Linked DNA regions of Sus scrofa: region 2 is linked to region 1. The links are chromatin contacts, called in public HiChIP or PLAC-seq maps. All regions are on one chromosome and are shown on one strand. The core of a region is the stretch at or near the end of the contact, and the rest is flanking DNA. Distances in the headings are between cores, read along the strand shown. Region 1 holds the start of GYG1 (glycogenin-1). Region 2 holds the start of HPS3 (HPS3, biogenesis of lysosomal organelles complex 2 subunit 1).

Region 1 (4,545 bases), core at 823-3,322:
GCAAAGACTTCATGGCCACCCAACCACCTCTCAAGAGTCACTCTGAGCCTCTCTCAGACCTCACCTCCCCCAAGAGGTCTTCCCTTCTTGATGCTTCTATCTAAAGAGTGGTTTACTGCTGTTAAATAGATTCAGGGAGCACCTCACAAGCTCTAGCAAGCCAGCCTCCTTCTCCTTGGAGAAGCAAGCAGTACTCCCTACCCTGTACCCTGGGGCCTGCCAACTAACTCTCTCTTACACACACACACACACTCAAAACTCAATCTCCAATAATCAGTTAACTGAAGGCAAACACATGGCTTATTCTTCCTCCTGGACAAACCCCACCCTCCCCAGGTCACCAGCCCAGCCTTTAGGATTTCTCTAGTCGTTCCCTGGGATGATTCTAGGGCACACTCCATCTCCAAACATTAACGTTAGCAAGTTGAGAGGATCTAAATGAACAGGATGCTGAGGATCAAGCTCTGGTAGGGCTCATTTGGGGTACCACTGCCCAAAACAGGAGTTGGGACATTTTGTCATGAAGTCACTCTCTGTCTTAGGTTTTCTCATTCTTTGTCCATTTTCCAAAGTGAAGGCTAGAAGCAGTGGAAATTCCATTGAGAAGTGAAGGGAAGTGAGAGGTTATCAAAGTGGGCCAGCACACCCCCAGCTGCGGATATGAGGGCCATCTTCACGCATAGCACTGGACTCTCCGCTGAGCTGTAGAAAGACTGGTGTTCCCCAACACTGGAGGGCCACCGGCTCGAGGAAAGCTCAGGACAGGGTCATCAGTCCCTTGACATACCCATCAACCTCTGCCTGTACTTGTTCCTTCAACCCATCACAAAATGGCAACATATCAGTCAGCCTGCCCCAAGGGTACTTAATCTGGGGCATAATGATGTTTTAATACAAAAATGGTCCTGATTCCAGGAGATCATGGGGAAAAGTTTAATAAGGTAAGCAGGATTCAAAGATTTCAGGAACCAGGGATGCGGATGATTGCCCAAATGAAGCAGGACAAATGCTGAGAAGCAGAAGCTAAATCGCCAGACCTAGCAAAGGAACAGGAAAGACTAATGACAGCTGAGTAGGAGTTCACCTTTTTAGAGAAGGCCGAACTCTGAGATACATCTGCAATCCTTCTGCAGTTCAACTGCTGCAATAACCCCGCTATCAGCCTCAAGAGCACGGGAAGGACTAGTTACTTCGGGGCCCCCCGGTCCTTGGGGGCAGATTCGCCAAGCGAAACCTTGCAACAAGTGAGCCGACGCCCTCCCACCGCACAGGGTCGGCTTCGCGGGGGCGCTCGCCGGGCTCCGGCTTCCCGCAGCCCAGCCCCAAAGGCCTAAAAATAGGCTCGGTGTGGCGGCCAGCGCCGGGGCGGGCGGCAGAGGAGCCGAGCCGGGGCCGCCCGAGTCCCCTTCTCGCACCGCCCCTTCCAGGGGTCCTTGCCCGCGGGCGGTGGGGGCGGCGCCCCAGGACCCCGGTGCGCTCGGGAGCTCGGGACCGGCGCCCCCAGGAAGCCAGCTCCCCACCCCCACGCACCCCGCTGCAGCTGCTCCACCCGCCCTTCACGGTGATCGCAGGAGGAAGGGCAAGGAGACGGAAGCAGGAACGGGGGCTGCGGCGGAGGGCCCAGGCGCTGCCTGGCGCGCCCCGAGGTCTGGACGGCCGCTCGGGCCCCTGCGGTGCGGAGCAGCTGCCGACGCAGGAAGCGACACACCCGGCTGCGGCCAGCCTGCAACTTTGCGGCGGTCCCCGTCCTGCCTGGAGCTCCCCGCGGCGGAGGGGCAGGCGTCCGGGGTGAAGGGGCCGCGCGGGGCGCGGAGCCCGCGGTCCCGGGGCTGCTGCGGCGGTGGGCCGCGCGGCGCGTACCTGTCATGGTGCTCCCGGGCGCGCCGGCGGCCGCCGCAGCCGCAGGTTGGTGACTGGAGAAGCCAGGCGCCGAGAGGGAGTGCTGCCAGCAAGGAGGCGCGGCTGGAGCCTAGCGTCCGCCCGGAGAGTTCTTATAGCGGCCGTCACGTGGCCGCGCACGCTCCCGGCGCCCGCTGGTATCCTCCCAGAAGAGCGGGCGGCTGGGGAGAGGCGGCCCCTGGGCTGCGCGACCCAGGTCATCACCAAACCCTTCCACCCCTGGGCCTGGGCTCCGGGTCCACCTCCCCAGCCCGCCTGGTCCCGGTCCTTATCCCCTGGGGCACCTGCCTAGGACCACTGGCTTCCGTGTCCCACATGAACCAGGCTTGTGGAGGGGGATTTGGGGGCGGAGTGTGGCATCACTGGGACAGAAATCCCAAAGAAATCGCGTTAGGGAATCTTACAAAACAAACAAGAACTCCACATCAGTCTAGTTAGGATAATTCACCTGAGTTGCTTGAGTTAAACATAAAGTTTAATTCCACTTTTTTCACCTAGAATTCCAAATCAACCTCTGGGGGCATTTCTTGGTGTTCTCACAATGGTTTTGAGGCCTTAACCGAAAAACAGAATAAATCCTCAGTATATTAGATTCTTAGAGTCCTCTGCCTCACTTAGTTTCATTTAATTCTCTGGTTAATTCAATGAACTGGGTTCTATAGCCTTATTTTACAGATGAGGAAACAGGCACAGAAAAGTTAAATTACTTGTCTATGATCATATCATGTACATGGAGAAGGTAGGATTTGAACCATAGCAGTTCCTTACAAAAGTGACCTTCTCACAGCAAGGCCCTGACATATACTGACTGGTACCCTAAAGCTTAGTAAATTATGGTAAATGTAGTTGGGTAATACAGTTGTTTAGGTTTATCTGTTTCACAAAATGTGAAAAGGTGAATTTGTCATTTTTTCCGGGAAGTTGAGAAATAGCTCACTGATGTGATTACACTTTTCTCCCAATGTCTTCCATCCAGCCCAAACACACTGGGAAAGCAGCTGCTGGTACAATTCTCTGCAAACAATAGTTGCTCAGTAAATGCTGAATAGAAACCAAACAGGAAGTTGACAAAATCAGGTGAAAAAATGAAATCAATGCTGTAGAAGATGATTTGTTTGTAAAGGTGGTATTGCATTCTCAAACCAATTCTATCACTGTGTCTTTAAGTGTAGGCCTGGACCGCCTGGATCAGAATCACTTGGGGGCACTTATTAAAAATGCGAATTTTTTGGTCCCAAGCCCAGACTCCTGAATCAGAATCTTAATGTAGAACCCAAGAATCAGCATTTTAAATGCCACCCTTTGGGAAACTGTCTTGAATCTTTTCCCTCACCCCCACCATGGCATGGAGACCACTGAATCACTTGGGAAGACTGCCTGGTTTCTGGGTATTGTAAACTTCCTTTGCAGGAAGTGGAAATGTGGGGGTGAAGGTGCAATGGATGAGTTTGCACTTATTCAAAGCCTGTAGGCTTAGAAGAGTTGGAGCTCTTTAAGGAATATAAAGGCTATATTGAATTCCACCTACGTGGGGAGGGAAAAACAGAGTGGTGCTTCCAGGTCTGAGTTGCTCTTTTCCATATTGAGAAGTGGACCTGAATGAATGAGGTTTCCATCTTTCAACCAGGAACACTCCTGCCATCAGTGACCCTTAACCACATGTTGCTGTAAGCCTAGTTTTCCAGGCGGGGCTTCTGCAGGGTATGGTTCTGGGGCCAAAAGAGTGTAGCCTGGAAGAAGGGCTAGGGACAACAAGAACTGGCAAGCTTCCCTTAGGAACTGACTCCTTTCTGCCCCACCCCCTAGCATGGTTCAGTAAAATCAATTAGCACAGTCTTCTTTCTTGTGTTTCATGTATATTTACAGAAACACAAAGTTTATAGCTTTTACCACACTGAATCAAACAGATGTTTCAAGTTTGCTACAATATACTTTTGCATGTTGTCTTACTTGAGATTACTAATAGTGATCCACTGACCAGTTTTCCTGTGGCTGTTCTTCATAGAGCTTCATGGGATCAAGTCGTCTCTGGATTTAATGTGACCATGAATTCCCTGGGGATTTTGTTAAAATGCAGATTCTGACTCAGTGGTTTGGGGTGGATCTCAGGTGATGCCCAGGTTGTGGACCAACTTTGAAAAGCAAGGTATTCAAATATTCTGGATTATAAAACTTTGCAGGTAGTAGACAGACATACATGTTGTATTGAGACAAATGTTTGAGACTTCCATTTGTTGATTTTTTCCTGTGAAATTTAAACTAGCAGAGTTTCTGATTCTTAAAAGAAAGATTTAAATTAAAAAAGGAAAGCTATACTCTACACATAACCATTAGCCATTTAAACCTATGCTAAATGCATGGTTGGTCCGAATGAATTTTTAGTTAGCTTTGGAATGCATTATGTAATTTTTTGGCAGGACACTTACCTTCATAATTATGTTTTGTTTAAGATAATGCTGAAATCAGTTTGCATTCCCTTGAACACACACAATTGATGGTGAGAGCAACTGACCTGGAAATGTATTCCAGAGCAGAGGGCAACTTGTTGGCCCAAGACACAAACGGTTCCCACAGGCAGTCCATGAAATAGACATACCACACCTGGCTGGACATAGGGCCTACCTAGTTAACTAACTGCTTAAAAAT
Region 2 (4,545 bases), core at 1,476-3,975, 140 kb before region 1:
CCGCTCCTTGAGCCCTACCACCTGCAGGGAGGGCACAGTCCTTGAGGCTCCCTCTTTGCCTGGCAACTAAAGCTACTTTTTCTGTATACTCCAACTCTGTCTCCTGCATTTCTATTTGGCATTGGTGTACAAAGGCAGCTCATATTTTGGCAACAAAAGGGAAAAAGCTGAGAAGTATAAGACAAATTATCTGGATATCAGCACAGCTATCAAATCTGTGGATTGACAGAAAGTGTATCCAGACAAAGTTCAAGCTGAGGACTGAAAACTACCCTTGAGCTATCTGACTCATGTTAATGCCATATCACATGACTCCTAAACTTTAAGAGAGCCAACTGAATTACAAAAACATCTTTGTTTTTCAAGGCTTCACTACCACGCTACTCACTTGCTTACAGCAGCCAGTGTGGCTCCAGATCAGTGATTCTCAATCCTGACTAAACACAAGATCACCCCAATGCTGGGCCACATCCCAGGAAACTGACATTGTTTCTCTGAGGCTGTGGTTTTGGAATTGGTTTTTTAAAGCTCCCTCAGGTGACTCTTAGACACAAGTAGTGGCATCAAAGGATTCCCCCCCAAAACACCACTAACGACAAACAAAGCTAGAGGTTTACATAATGCCTGCCACTTCCAATTCTAGATGACATGTCCTTTCGGAAGAATGAAGCAAACCATGTAAACATAGTATCTGTCTGTCTATCCTCCCCACCCCCCAAAACACAAACACATACTAATGTTGAAACTGGTGAGTTTGCCACTCAATAGAGCTCTTAAAGGTGAGAATGCCTAACTCTAAAGAGGAGGTGGTAGTTCCCTGGTGGCTCAGCAGGTTAAGGATCCAGCACTGTCACTGCTATGGCTCTGGTTACTGCTATGGCTTGGTTTTCATCCCTGGCCCAGGAACTTCCACATACAATGGGCATGCCCACCTCCCAAAAAAAATTTTTAGGGCCACACCTGCAACATGTGGAAGTTTCTGTGTTAGGGGTGAAATTGGAGCTGCAGCTGCAAGGCCACACCAGAGCCACACCAGCTCCAAGCTGCATCTGATACCTACGCCACAACTTTTGGCAAAGCTGGATCCTTAACCCATTGAGCAAGGCCAGGGATTGAACCTACTTCCTCATGGATACTAGTTGGATTCTTAACCCACTGAGCCACAACGAGAACTCCCCCCCAAATTTTTTTTAAATAAAAAATGAAAAGGAGGTGGGATGGAGAAAACTACCACTATTGTGAAATGATTAGGAGAATAATACCAAAATCAAAATCTTCTGCTGAAAGAGAACTCACAGATCTAATAAGTGGTTTTCAAACTAGTCTGTGGACCTGCAGGCCCCTGCTGATGTAGTCATTTTTCAAAAAGAAAAAAAACAGTATAGTAAACTGCTTATAAAGCAAAGACATGTTTGTGGCTAAGTGTTTTTCCTTTTATAAATAATGATGACAGTAAATGGTAGGACTTTTTTAAAAAAATATATATCTTTACTTGACAAAACGAACAGTCGAATACTGTGTATAATAGCCCCAGTTTTTGCCGACCCAGAAAATTCCAAAATTTGGAAATCACTGATCTAATAGTCAACTTAGTGTTTTGTTTTTTTTTTTTTTTAATGAAAACTGAGACCCCAAAGTTTCTATAAACTCACACCCAACCAGTTACAGAATAGAGATTAGCCAGAGATCTCCAATCCTCTCCATTTTACTGGTAAGTACCAGAGCCACAGGCTTTTCCACCTAAAGACTGCAATTTACACATTTACAACCTTCTTTAAAATCAGGATTCAAATTTTAAGTGCAGTATTAGGCAGTTAAAAGAATCCTATGACGAATTCTTCTGTTATACAAAGAAGCACCTATTTTGAAATATTGGATTTTTCTAAAATAGCAGTATGCCCACACAGTACCCCCTTGATACTGCTTCACTTTTCTGATGGAAAAATACTGCATGCTAGCACCCTGTTTGGGTGAAAGGGGGTCTAAGATCTGAGCTCAACGTACACAGATTCAAAATGTAATGTAAACTTTCAAAAGTCGACAAGAGGTAGATAAAATGTATAGATGTAAAGGGACAGGCCATGAGTAGGCACAATTGTTGAAGAGGGAGCAAGTGGGGCGGTTCAAGAGAGTGTTCTCCCTACTTTTGTACGGACTTGTTTTCTATTCTAAAAGAGGTCTATTTGGTTTGGTTTTAAGTGTCTGGGTTGAGTGGAATCCAGCCACCCAACCAAGGGAATTTCCCCTGAGGGCGCCAGAAGAGGAGTAACTATCAGCGTCTCCCTCCCTCCAGACGCTCACACCTGTGGTTGCCAGGACAACCGCACAGCTCGGCACACCTTCCATTAGCCCCCACCTGGCGAGAACCTCCGCAAGCACCAAGTCCCTTCCCCACCCAGAGCTGTCGGCGTCGCTCGGTGCTCTAGAAAGGAGGCCCCAACCCGGCGCCCAAGAGCCCCCTGACCCCACCGCTGCTCACCTGCCTCACTGTAGGCCAGGCGTAGCACCCTGCCCAGCGTTGAGAAGGCGCACCTCGGCCGGCACAGCTCCTGCCCCGAAACGGCGAACGCCTCCACCTTGCAGCCTGCTGCCACGAACAGCGCATCACGTCCGCCACCGCAGAACTGTTCAGGCTCCAGTTTGCAGGGCACCACCTGCTGCGACCCGAACGGGTGCAGGTTATACAACTGCACCATCTCGGCGACCGGCTGCAGGGCCCCCGGCGGTGCTGGCTCCTACCAGCCCACCCCGCGGGGCGCCGGGAGACCCGCGCGGCGGCCGGAGACCCCGCGCGGGCAGAAGAGGAGGCTGTACCACTTCCGCGAGCGTTTGCACGGAGCCAAGTCACGTGAACACCAGCTGGGCCTGCCTTGGGCTCCGATTCTTAAAGAGACCTCAGCTGGGCCAAGAAGAGAGGTCGCGCCGCAAGGCGCCGCCCGCGGCCCTGCCCCACGGGCTCTCAGGCCCTTGGCTTCTGACCCAGCGGCTTAGCGCCGACTGTGATTCTGCGACCAGAGGTGGTCGGGTGCAGGGACTGATACGTCCTTCGCTTCATCTTTTCACACTACTGCTATGGGCTAGGTGAGATTTTTAGGCCCTTGACTACATTTAAACGCTTGATCATTTGCTCTCATGTACCATTTTGTACTTGCTTCAGGGTCATCACTTACGTTTCCCCAGTAGCCTGTGATCTTCTGGAGGATAGGCCTGCAAAAACCGAAGTGGCATGCGCAACTCAGCTCCAGACTAAACACGCAGGAGTTGCTCAGAAATACTGGAAATTTCAATATATATATTTGCTGAAGAATCATGGATATCCTCTAATGCACTACAACTGTTTGACCCCAGAGGACAGAAGGACTGACTAGGGGTCTCCCTCCACTGTTACTAAAACTATCCTGTAATCTGTATTCTGTATCTATTCCTGACATCTCAATGTGGAGATGTAGAAAAAAGATTTAGATGAAGCAAGTATTGGAGCTACTTTTTCCAGTTCATCCAGAAAAAAACCTAAGTATGGACTGAGGGTCGCTGTCTTACTTTTGACACGCAGGGTCCGAACCTAAAAGAAAATGCAAAATTTCCTCATGGCCCTTTCTTAGAATTTACAAATTAGATGCAAATGGATTGAAGTTCATTAAACTTCTCTACCTCCACTTCCTAAGCCCTTTAGATGAATAAAATTCCCATAAGTAATATCCTTTTCTTCATCCAACCAATAGGGAGTCAGTTCAATAGGGAGTGAACTCAGCGAGGCCAAGAAGTGAACAAAGAGATTATTCTTGTCAGCCAGCTAGGGCGAAAAATTCAAAAAAGCCTCATACAGGAAACAACCAACCTAACACAGCTGACAACCTATTCTTTTAGGTACAATGCTAATGAATACCCCCTTCTCCACCAACACCTGTGTTATTATCTTCTTTCGATTATTTTTCTCCTTCCAGACTGAAAATTATAATTTTAGTACTAAATTAAAATTTCAAGACTAAAATTACAATTTGCTCAAAGTCTGGAACCCCAGCCCCTTCTAGAGATAGCCACTTCTCCCTTCACTTGCACCTGGCTCATCTAAGATTCTTAGGGACTAGACATGCTAGCCAAGAGAAGGTAGAGGATGTGCCTGGTTTCCATGTTTGTCAGGAGCTGTCTGTTGGTATTCCTGTTACAAATACAGGGACAGCGGTAGGCACGCCCTCATTTCCTTATGGGAGGCTGGCTTAGTTGGCTAGGGCAGACATAACTAGAATAGATGCCTTAAACAACAAATTCCCCCCTACACACACACACAGTTCTGGAGGCTAGAAGTTCAAGATCAAGGTATCTATAGTTCTGGTTTCTCCTAAGGCCTCCCTCCTTGGCTTGCAGCTGGCCACTGTCCTAATTCATGAGGGCTGCTATAAGAAAATACCACAGATTGGGAAGCTTATAAATAACAAATTTATTTCTCAAAGTTCTGGAGGATGGAAAGTCCACCATAAATGTACATAGAATAGCTCAATGAGGGTCCCCTTCAGATTTGCAGACTGCTGACTTCTTGCTCTGTAC

What was found. HiChIP or PLAC-seq counts read pairs in DNA pulled down with a chosen protein or histone mark.
Region 2: a contact with region 1 is called in an H3K27ac HiChIP or PLAC-seq map of alveolar macrophages. The contact joins the promoter of HPS3 here to the promoter of GYG1 in region 1. A contact is called at or near these places in 1 of 47 Hi-C or Micro-C datasets (embryonic fibroblasts) and 1 of 2 datasets of contacts at active chromatin or transcription factors (alveolar macrophages).

The regions. Positions count from the first base shown.
Region 1 is chr13:89,218,613-89,223,157 of Sscrofa11.1, reverse strand. It overlaps GYG1 (glycogenin-1), which reads right to left and starts at 2,072. Exons shown (of 7, transcript XM_021069597.1): 1 at 1,861-2,072. The coding sequence starts at 1,867.
Region 2 is chr13:89,359,128-89,363,672 of Sscrofa11.1, reverse strand. HPS3 (HPS3, biogenesis of lysosomal organelles complex 2 subunit 1) reads right to left here and starts at 2,725. Exons shown (of 17, transcript NM_001098588.1): 1 at 2,480-2,725. The coding sequence starts at 2,696.